3 separate regions of the Sus scrofa genome follow, and all the other regions are linked to region 3. A link is a contact called in public Hi-C and HiChIP or PLAC-seq data. All regions are on one chromosome and are shown on one strand. Each heading gives the region's core, a stretch centred on a gene start, on an enhancer-like site or on the middle of the called end of the contact. The rest is flanking DNA. Distances are from core to core; before and after follow the strand shown.

Region 1 (2,936 bases), core at 245-2,744, 120 kb after region 3:
TCTTCCTCTTACTCTCCACCAATTCACCATGTGTTATCTTCCATCATGGCTCTTGAAGCCCTTCTCTCCATGTTTCATCACTGCACCACCCTGGTCCAAGCACCATCGTCTCATGCCTGAGTGACCACCATAGGTTTCCACATGGTCTCCCTGCCTTTCCTCTTGCTCTTGCTCATTCTCCACATTGCCATCAGAGCAGTCTTCTATAAAAGTCTGATCCTTCCTCTGCCCTTCAGGAGCTCCCAGTTTTCTTCAGACTAAGATGCAATTCTTAATCTAACAGTCAAGGCCCCAAGTCATCTACTGTGTGCCCCCTTTTACATTCTTTTTATTTTCAGGCCTTTGCACAGGCTGTTCCTCTGCCTGGAATATTGCTGTTCTTAGTGTTAAACCCACCTCTCTGTGCCCTTCATCTAGCTTATTTATTCTTCCTCATCCTGTGCCTGAATGTCCCATGTTGGAAAACCTACATTTTTCTGCCAAGGCTGTGAGGGTTCTTCACTACAAAGAACAAATTAAGCCAAAAGGGAATTTTGGAGCTTGGGGGATCCACAGAAAGCACAGAGAACCATTTTTAAAAATGAATGGGGAGTTCCCGTCGGGGCACAGAGGAAATGAATCCGACTAGGAACCATGAGGTTGCGGGTTCAATCCCGGACCTTGATCAGTGGGTTAAGGATCTGGCGTTGCCGTGAGCTGTGGTATAGGTCACAGATGCAGGTCAGATCCTTTGTGGCTGTGGCTGTAGTGTAGGCTAGCAGTTCAGCTCTGATGCGACCCTTAGCCTGGGAACTCCCATACACTGAGGTGTGGCCCTAAAAAGCAAAAAAATAAAAAATCCTTGACTTTTTCCTCAGTTGTGGCTGTCCCGGCCTTAAGATTTCCCAGTGCCTCCAATTTAATTACAAAGCACCCAGTTCACCAGACATTAGTCATTCATTTGTACGTACACAAGTGAGCACCTCATCTGTGCCAGCGCCATCTCAACCCTCAGGGAGCCCACTGTCCAGCGGGGGAGCAGACAGGACCAGAACCCGTGGCCCTGGGGCAGGTGGACACACTGAGATGGGAGCAAGGAGCCACCTGAACTGAGAGGAGGAAACATCCTGGAAGAAGTTGAGACTTTTAAGAGTCACTTTCCTGGCAAACATTTGAGGGAGGGCTTTCCAGGCACAGGCAGGGAACCCAATTCCGCCTTCCTCTTGGCTCCACAGAGCTTATGTCTCCAACTCTACAGCAGGACGAAGTCCATGCGACCCTTCTGAATGAGGGTTCATCCTGCAGCTGCTGGAGGACAGCAGCTGTGCAGCGGGGCCAGGAGGATAGGGAGTCAGAAAGCTCTTTCCCACTGATCTCAATAGAATTTGAGACAGCCTTCCTAGTAGCAGCCTCCAGAGAGAGCCAGGGTTCTCCTGAAAGGGACTTCTGAGCACAGAGCAGAGAGGAGCAGCAAGAGGACACTGAAGTCACACACGCTGCCCAGACCGCAGGCTGTCCTCCCAGCCTCCCTACCTGGACTTAGTCCAGGAGGTTGGCCAAGGACAAGGCCACCCATTAGGCCTTGGATGGGATGCTGTCTCTCTAGCACCCTCTGCTGGCTCCCAGGAGAAGATCCCTTTGGCCCAAGGATACAAGTGTCCTTGTCCCATAGAAAGGCAGCAAGGACCTATTGAACATGCTGATCAATGGGAAAAGGGACAGTGAGAGTTTTGGCATCATCTGTGAATGATGCAATGATGTTGACTGATAAGCAGAGAATCCTTGGGCTGCTCAGGTCTGCATGGGACATGCTGAGTCACAGACCAGAGCCTGCAGAGCCAGCTCCCTCAGTAATTATTTCCATGAGCTTAGGCCAATCGCTTTACCTCTCTGGGTTTCATTTGCCTTATCTGTGAAATAACTTGGTTTGTCCATGTCCTAGAGTCGCTGCAAGGAGCCAGATCGACACATAATGAAAAACAGCGTTGGATAGGTGTGGGATTGCTCTACAAGTCCATTCAGCTCATAAATATTTATTAAGTCCCAACTATGTGCCAGGCACTACTCCAGTGAATGAGACAAAGCCTCCTTTTGGAGCAAACAATCTGGGTGACAGAGAATAAGCATATATACAGTGTCAGTAGTAGAAAGTGCTCATAGAGAAATCAACAGAACAAGAGATGAGGAGTGCTGTGAATGCCACTTGAAATAGGGTATTCAGGGAAGGTCTTAAGAAGTGACCTTTGAGCAAAGATCTAAATAAAGCGAGGGAATGAACTAAGCAGATATGTGGAAGAAGACGGGAAGCAAAGCCAATGGCCAAGATGGGAACACACGTGGAGTGCCTGAGGGTCAACACAGGAGTCAGGGCGGCTGAACAAAGAGGCGCCTGAGGCTGGAGGGGCAGGCAGGGGAGACACGTAGTTGGACATAGTAATGACTTTGGTTTTTATTCTAAAGGTAATGGACGCCCTTTGGAGAATTACTATTATTATTAATGATATCAATAACTCATTAATACTCCAGTGCTATACTACGGCACAGCATATCATTATTCTAGCTAACATTTCTCAAGAAATTTAGTATATATTCTCAAGCATTTAGTATATGCCAGGCTGGACTAGGTACATCGATCATTCCAGTTTCCCAGGCGCCTTGAGGCAGGTACATTGCCATCTCTATTTTATCGATGAGGCTCAGTGAAATTGAGCATCTTGCCCAAGATCTTTCATTTGTTCATTGAGTGGTTGGGGCACCTTCTACATGCTCTTTGGAAGGGCTAGGACAGAGTTTTAAGTCACAAGGCTGTGATTCTTACCCGGCACTCAACCCAAGAGCCAGCCCTCATCACTAAGATATACCGCTGTGCATTAAGGGGTCAAAGAGGAGGAAAGGAAGGGAGAGACACGTCCCAGCAGCAATGACCCCCTCCATCCTGGGGGTGTGCAATCAAAGCC
Region 2 (2,700 bases), core at 83-2,582, 100 kb after region 3:
CATGTCAAATATAAGTTTGACTCTATAAAAATCCTGCCTCTTTATTGGACATTTTCTTTAAAAGTCGTTCAGGTAAAACGCGCGCGCGCGCACACACTTTCTTGCTTCTGATCACACATTGTATCAAGAACTTCGTTTTGTGTTCAAAACGAAGCTGGGGACAGAGCTGCTGTTTAAGTATATAGAGACATGACTCCATTTTTGTATAGCTAAAATGTCGCAAACGATGGAATACTTCATCTTACTGGACCTCTCCCTTAAAATACTACCTGAGAAGTATAAATAGTTCAACTTGACGGCTTTGAAAAGCCGAATCCTATTTGTAGGATAGACCTTATATAAAATGGAAATATAAAGCTGTCAGTCTTCAACGTGCTTAAAAAATAAACAAATCAGGAGCTAGCAATTAAAATCCTCCAGACGCCCGCGCTCCGCAAACACTTCTTCCAAAGAATTCTGGCATATTCTGGGTATTCCCGTACCACCGCTGGCCGGATATTCCCTTGGGGAAAGCTGCTTGTCTAGTGAGGTACAAAGACAATAAAACCCTTCCTTTCATCCCTTTCTCATTCACTCTGCAGGGGGTGGACTAAATAGGGAGCTGAAGGAAGCTTTCTTAACGCATTTGGGTGCACCGTCTGGTCTCCGGGCGTCCCCATCCAAAGGCTGCCGAAGATGAGCACCTGGAGACCAGTCATTCCGGGCGCTGCGCCCCGGGGCGCAGAGCCTCAGCCCTACAGGCCGCTCCCAGGGAGGCCCAGCCTGCCAAGGGCAATCTCTGCTCCTCGGGGGCGCCAGGAAAATCAAGACTCGCACACGCAAGGGACAGGAATCGGGTCGGGTGGAAGGACAAATTTCCTTCCCACATTCTTGGTGAGAAAACCAGGTAGAGGGACTGTCCAACTCCAGCATGGGATACGGACTCCTGGAACAAAGAGACAGGAGGAAGACCAGGCGGCCACACCAACGCAGACTCAGAGGGCTCTACCACTTTACGCAAGTGGTCCGCAACTCGTCCGCGCTCAGTTCCCCTTACGCCACTGGCTTGGCCTCAGAGCCTTCGCGAATATGGCTTTGCGCACTGCGGCGGAGTCGAGCCGCAACCGAGCTTGGCTCTGTGACTCCTCCCCACGGCCGGGTGCCGATTGGTGGCGAACATCAGCCCGGCTGTTGATTGGGTGGCGAAGGAGCCATTCGGGGCGGCTCTGGTGGGTTCGGCTGCCCTAGAGTGATAAGTTCGGCTTCAGACACGCCTCAGCGCCAGCAGCGAGTCGGAGCTCTATGGAGGTGGCGGCGAGTATCGGGTGGTGGCTGCAGCAGCGACTCCTCTGAGCTGAGCGTTTCAAGCCGGTCCCGACTCCTTCCTCCCCCTTCCCTCCCCCTTTTTTGTTTTCCGTTCCCCTTTCCCCTCCCTTCCCCGTCCCGACGACCGGATCCGAGGAGGCAGCTGCGGCGGCAGCTGCTGAGTTCTCGGTGAAGGTGAGTGGAGCCGCCGCTGGCGCTGCCGCCGCCGCCGCCGCCGCCGAGTGGAGCGCTCTAAAATGGCCGCCGTCCCTGGCCGCTTCTTCTCGAGTGGTACAAAATGGCGGACGCAGGCGGAGCCGGGTGGGGCGACCCTTTTTTAGCGTTTCCTCCGCGCTCCGGGCACCTGGAACTTCCTCGCCCTTGTCTTCTCTTCCCCTTGTTGATGGAATAGAAGGAGCCGGCGGCCCCCGACAGTCTCGGTGGCTGTCGGCGGCCGTACCCGCGGGACCGGGGCGGGCCGAAGCGCGGCTGTGTTCGGCCAGGGAGAGAGCGTGGCAGGGCCGCGCGTGCTGTGGGGAGGGTCGCGGCCCGGCGGGGAGGGCTCGGCCGTTGGCGCGGGACCAGCCGAGGCGGAGGCGTCCCGGAGCCCAGCTCCCGGCGGGGAGGTGTGTGGGGCCCCGGGGCCGGCGGGGAGAGCGGCCGGGCTGCCCGCGGTGGGGGAGCGAAGGGCCTGCCCCGGCGGCCTCTCTTGTGACGGGAGAGGAGGGAAAGCGAGGCTTTCTGAGCTTTTGTCGGCTGGGGAGGCGGCGGTGAGGCGGCTGTCAGTTCCTCGGGGATTTATGGGTGGGAGGGGGCCGCTGGAGGGAAGGAGGCCGTCTTCCTGCCTGAGAACAAAGAGCCGGGCGCTGGGCCGCGGGGGCGGCCTCCGCTCCTCCCCGAGGCTTGCCCCCGGCAGCTTCGCCGGGAGGCTGTCGGAAGCACTTCCTAACTCGGCCCGGGTGGGAGGAATCCACTGCTCTTTTGTTCCCAGGAAGGGAAAAAATTGGGTGGAGGTTCTTGCTGCCATGTTGTGGCCCTGGTCTTCCGCCTGCCTAGTGCCAGGCGCTGTGCACCCGGTGCCTCGCGTCTTCCCGCGAGCCCTCTGCGCCTAGTTCAGAGCATGGGCAGCGGTGAGAACCCAAGACTTCAGTTAAGCCCTTCATGTAGTCTGTTGCTCGTCCCGGAGGCAGTAACAACTACGTTTTCCACATAACGTGCCTCTGTATCAGAGTTAGACTTTCTATTATTGATCTCGGTGTCTAGTTGTAAAGGAGGTAGTGTGTGGCTTTTTCAAAGACTAGTTCTTAGCCATTTAGCTCTTCGTTTATTGCTGTGTAGGTTCTTCCTTGCATCTTCAAACACCGAGAACTTCCAGGTAGTAAAACAATTTTCCTGTGTTTTGAGAACCTTCTTGAG
Region 3 (2,934 bases), core at 263-2,762:
AAATCAGCCATAACTCTTCTCTGGAGAATCCAGCAGATCTGCTTCTGGCTCACTGTGACTTGATCAAGTCTGGCCCTGCCTCATCCCCACACATGTGACCTCAGAGGCTTTCACTCATAATTCATGACTCACACACATATAACAATCCTGAGGGCCAGGGCACTACACCGGCCTACACTGCAGGGTCCAGAACCTGCCACCTTATCCAGAAACGGTGATGTGTGCCATTCCCCCAGGCTAACGCTCTAGGTCTGTAGCATTGCAGCGGCCAATGCAGAGAATCCCACATGGGCCCACTGAGAACTTCCTGTGTGCTAGGGACAGAACAAAAGTGTTGATAGGCATTATCTTAGCTTATTCTCCTGATGGCCAAATGAGGAAGGGTTTTTTTGTGCGTGTCTTTTTAGGACTGTACCCGCAGCATATGGAGGTTCCCAGGCTAGGGGTCCAATTGGAACTATAGCTGCCGGCCTACGCCACCGTCACAACACCACCACAGCTCACTGCAGCACTGGATCCTTAACCCACTGAGTGAGGCCCAGGGTCGAACCCACAACCTCATGGATACTAGTCAGGTTTGTTACCACAGAGCCACAATGGGAACTCCCGAAGATTTTGTTATATCCACTTTCTATGTGAGGAAATGGAAATCAAAGACCAGGTAGCTGGGAGTTCCTGATGTGGCTCAGCAGAAATGAATCTGACTAGGAACCATGAGGACGCAGGTTCAATCCCTGGCCTCACTCAGTGGGTTAAGGATCCAGCATTGCCGTGAACTGTGGTGTAGGTCAGACGTGGCCCAGACCTGGCGTTGCAGTGGGTGGCGTAGGCTGGTGGCTATGGACTTGATTCAATCTCTAGCCTGGGAACTTCTATATGCCGAGGGTGTGGCCCTAAAAGGACAAAAAAAAAGACCAAGTAACTGGTCTGAGGTCACACAGGTGGCAGAGCCAGGATTAGGGCCCAGATGTGTCTGACCCCAGATTCTAAGCTCAGAACCTCTGTGCTCTATAGCAGCCTCTGTCACATGGTCCCTCCGTGCTGAGTTACAGCACCGCATGGCCACTGGTGAAGACCAGGCAGCAGGACTCGAGGCAACTGGAACTTCCAGCCTCCTTGTCTAGCCTCACTCACCCATATGTTCAGCCAGCCAGCAGATGTCGGTCACTGCTGCGGGCCAGGTGCTGCGGCCAGAATAGACAGTACAGAGGTCCCCTCCTGGCACGAGGACTTTGAAGACAGACCAGGACATATTTTGGAGACTGCAGCACCTGTGTGTTCACTCTTCCCTCCAAGGATCATCTTTACCAGGAACTTTAGGGCTGGACATGGTGTTCGAGACCCCGGATCCTGCCAAGTCCAGAGCGTAAGACTGAGCTCCCAGGCTCAGTATTTATGCCAAGGGAACTTCCAACCGTGGCGTAATCCAACACCTTTCCTTCTCTCCTGTCTAGAGTTGCTTTTTGACTACACCCTGGCATGACTCACTAGTAGCAGTATTTCTGGAGCACTTACAGTTCAAGGGGAAGTATTTGGTGTTTCTTCTTACTGGCATAACCTGATGCAAAAGGGCTGGACAGCCCCAAACAAGTTCTGCTTCATGGACCCAAACACCCCGCCTCCCCAACACACACACACACACACACACACACACACTCCTCCAACAGTTAATGGTTTCTTCCTTCTCATGGGAAACCACTGGGATTTGACAGCTGTGAGTGACCCTGCATGAACCCTTCCGGAAGACTCTGCTTCTCGTAACCAGGGGACACGAAGTGGATGCAAGATTTCTATAATAATGGCTCTGTCTAAAAATTATCCTCACTTGTCCTTTAAATCTTCTTGTAGAGGAAGCCTCTCCACTGGGACTGCCTACGTCAAAAAGAGGAACACTCCACTTTGATCCCCAGGGGTAGTAGCCAAAGGAACTTGATAGTATTCAGAGGACTTGGCCAAGAGCTGCAGAGAAATGACTTCTGTCCTCACTCCCTAAGACCATGTAGGCCATTCCAGTCAGGGGTCCTAGAGCAACCCCATTTGGGGTAAAGAGCTGCAAAACAACACAGATCATATCTGAATGCTGCTCAGCAATGCTTTCCACAGAGAAGAAAAGTCAACAAAAATATCCCTTTCACTAGTCTCTAGCTCTTGATGTCCTAAAATAATCAACACATTCCTTAATTAAAAGAACGTAGGTCTGGCGTTCCCGACGTGGCTCAATGGTTAACAAATCTGACTAGGAACCATGAGGTTGCCGGTTCGATCCCTGGCCTCGCTCAGTGGGCTAAGGATCCCGCGTTGCTCTGGCTGTGGTGTAGGCTGGCAGCTACAGCTCCGATCGGACCCTTAGCCTGGAAACCTCCATATGCCAAGGGAGTGGCCCTAGAAAATACAAAAAAAATTTAAAAAGAATGTAGGTCTGGGAGTTCCCATTGTAGCTCAGCAAAAATAAATCTGACTAGTATTCTGGGGATGCAGGTTTGATCCCTGGCTTTGCTCAGTGGGTTGAGGATCTGGTGTTGCTGTGAGCTGTGGTGTAGATCAAAGATGCGGCTTGGATCTGGCGTTGCTATGGCTGTGGTATTGCCTAGGGTCCAATTCGACCCTAGCCTGAGAACCTCCATATGCCATCGGTGTGGTCCTAAAAAGACAAAATAAATAAAATAAAATAAAATAAAAGGAGGAGAACATGGACCCAGTGTTCCCCTTGTGGCTCAGCAGGTTAAGAACCTGACTACTATTCATGAGGATGCATGTTTGATCCCTGGCCTTGCTGAGTGGGTTAAAGCCACCCAGTGTGGCTGTGGCTGTGGCTGGCAGCTGCAGCTCCAATTTGACCCCTAGCCTGGGAATTTCCATATTCTGAGGGTGCAGCCCTAAAAAAAAAAAAAAAAAAGAAAGAATGTAGGTCAGCCTAGCCCATAGAAGGAACAT

Evidence for each region. A called contact is a pair of places that touch in the nucleus more often than the background predicts. HiChIP or PLAC-seq counts read pairs in DNA pulled down with a chosen protein or histone mark.
Region 1: a Hi-C map of skeletal muscle shows a contact between it and region 3, with 4 times the contacts expected there. The contact joins two enhancer-like sites. A contact is called at or near these places in 8 of 47 Hi-C or Micro-C datasets (embryonic fibroblasts, omental adipose tissue, skeletal muscle and 1 more) and 2 of 2 datasets of contacts at active chromatin or transcription factors (alveolar macrophages and skeletal muscle).
Region 2: a contact with region 3 is called in an H3K27ac HiChIP or PLAC-seq map of skeletal muscle. The contact joins the promoter of EIF4G2 here to the enhancer-like site in region 3. A contact is called at or near these places in 1 of 5 promoter capture datasets (fetal liver), 3 of 47 Hi-C or Micro-C datasets (embryonic fibroblasts, fetal skeletal muscle and skeletal muscle) and 2 of 2 datasets of contacts at active chromatin or transcription factors (alveolar macrophages and skeletal muscle).

Annotation. Positions count from the first base shown.
Region 1 is chr2:48,681,622-48,684,557 of Sscrofa11.1, forward strand. No RefSeq gene overlaps it. Among named protein-coding and RNA genes, the nearest start is that of EIF4G2, 16 kb to the left of the region's middle. Within about 2 kb of position 1,495, at least 23 of the 83 cell types and tissues checked have an H3K27ac peak or open chromatin away from gene starts, as enhancers often do. A contact at or near this core is called in alveolar macrophages and skeletal muscle, where this site is marked.
Region 2 is chr2:48,665,258-48,667,957 of Sscrofa11.1, forward strand. EIF4G2 (eukaryotic translation initiation factor 4 gamma 2) reads left to right here and starts at 1,333. Exons shown (of 22, transcript XM_021083319.1): 1 at 1,333-1,479. The coding sequence starts at 1,333.
Region 3 is chr2:48,564,184-48,567,117 of Sscrofa11.1, forward strand. No RefSeq gene overlaps it. Among named protein-coding and RNA genes, the nearest start is that of ZBED5, 59 kb to the right of the region's middle. Within about 2 kb of position 1,513, at least 18 of the 83 cell types and tissues checked have an H3K27ac peak or open chromatin away from gene starts, as enhancers often do. A contact at or near this core is called in alveolar macrophages, embryonic fibroblasts, fetal skeletal muscle and 1 more, where this site is marked.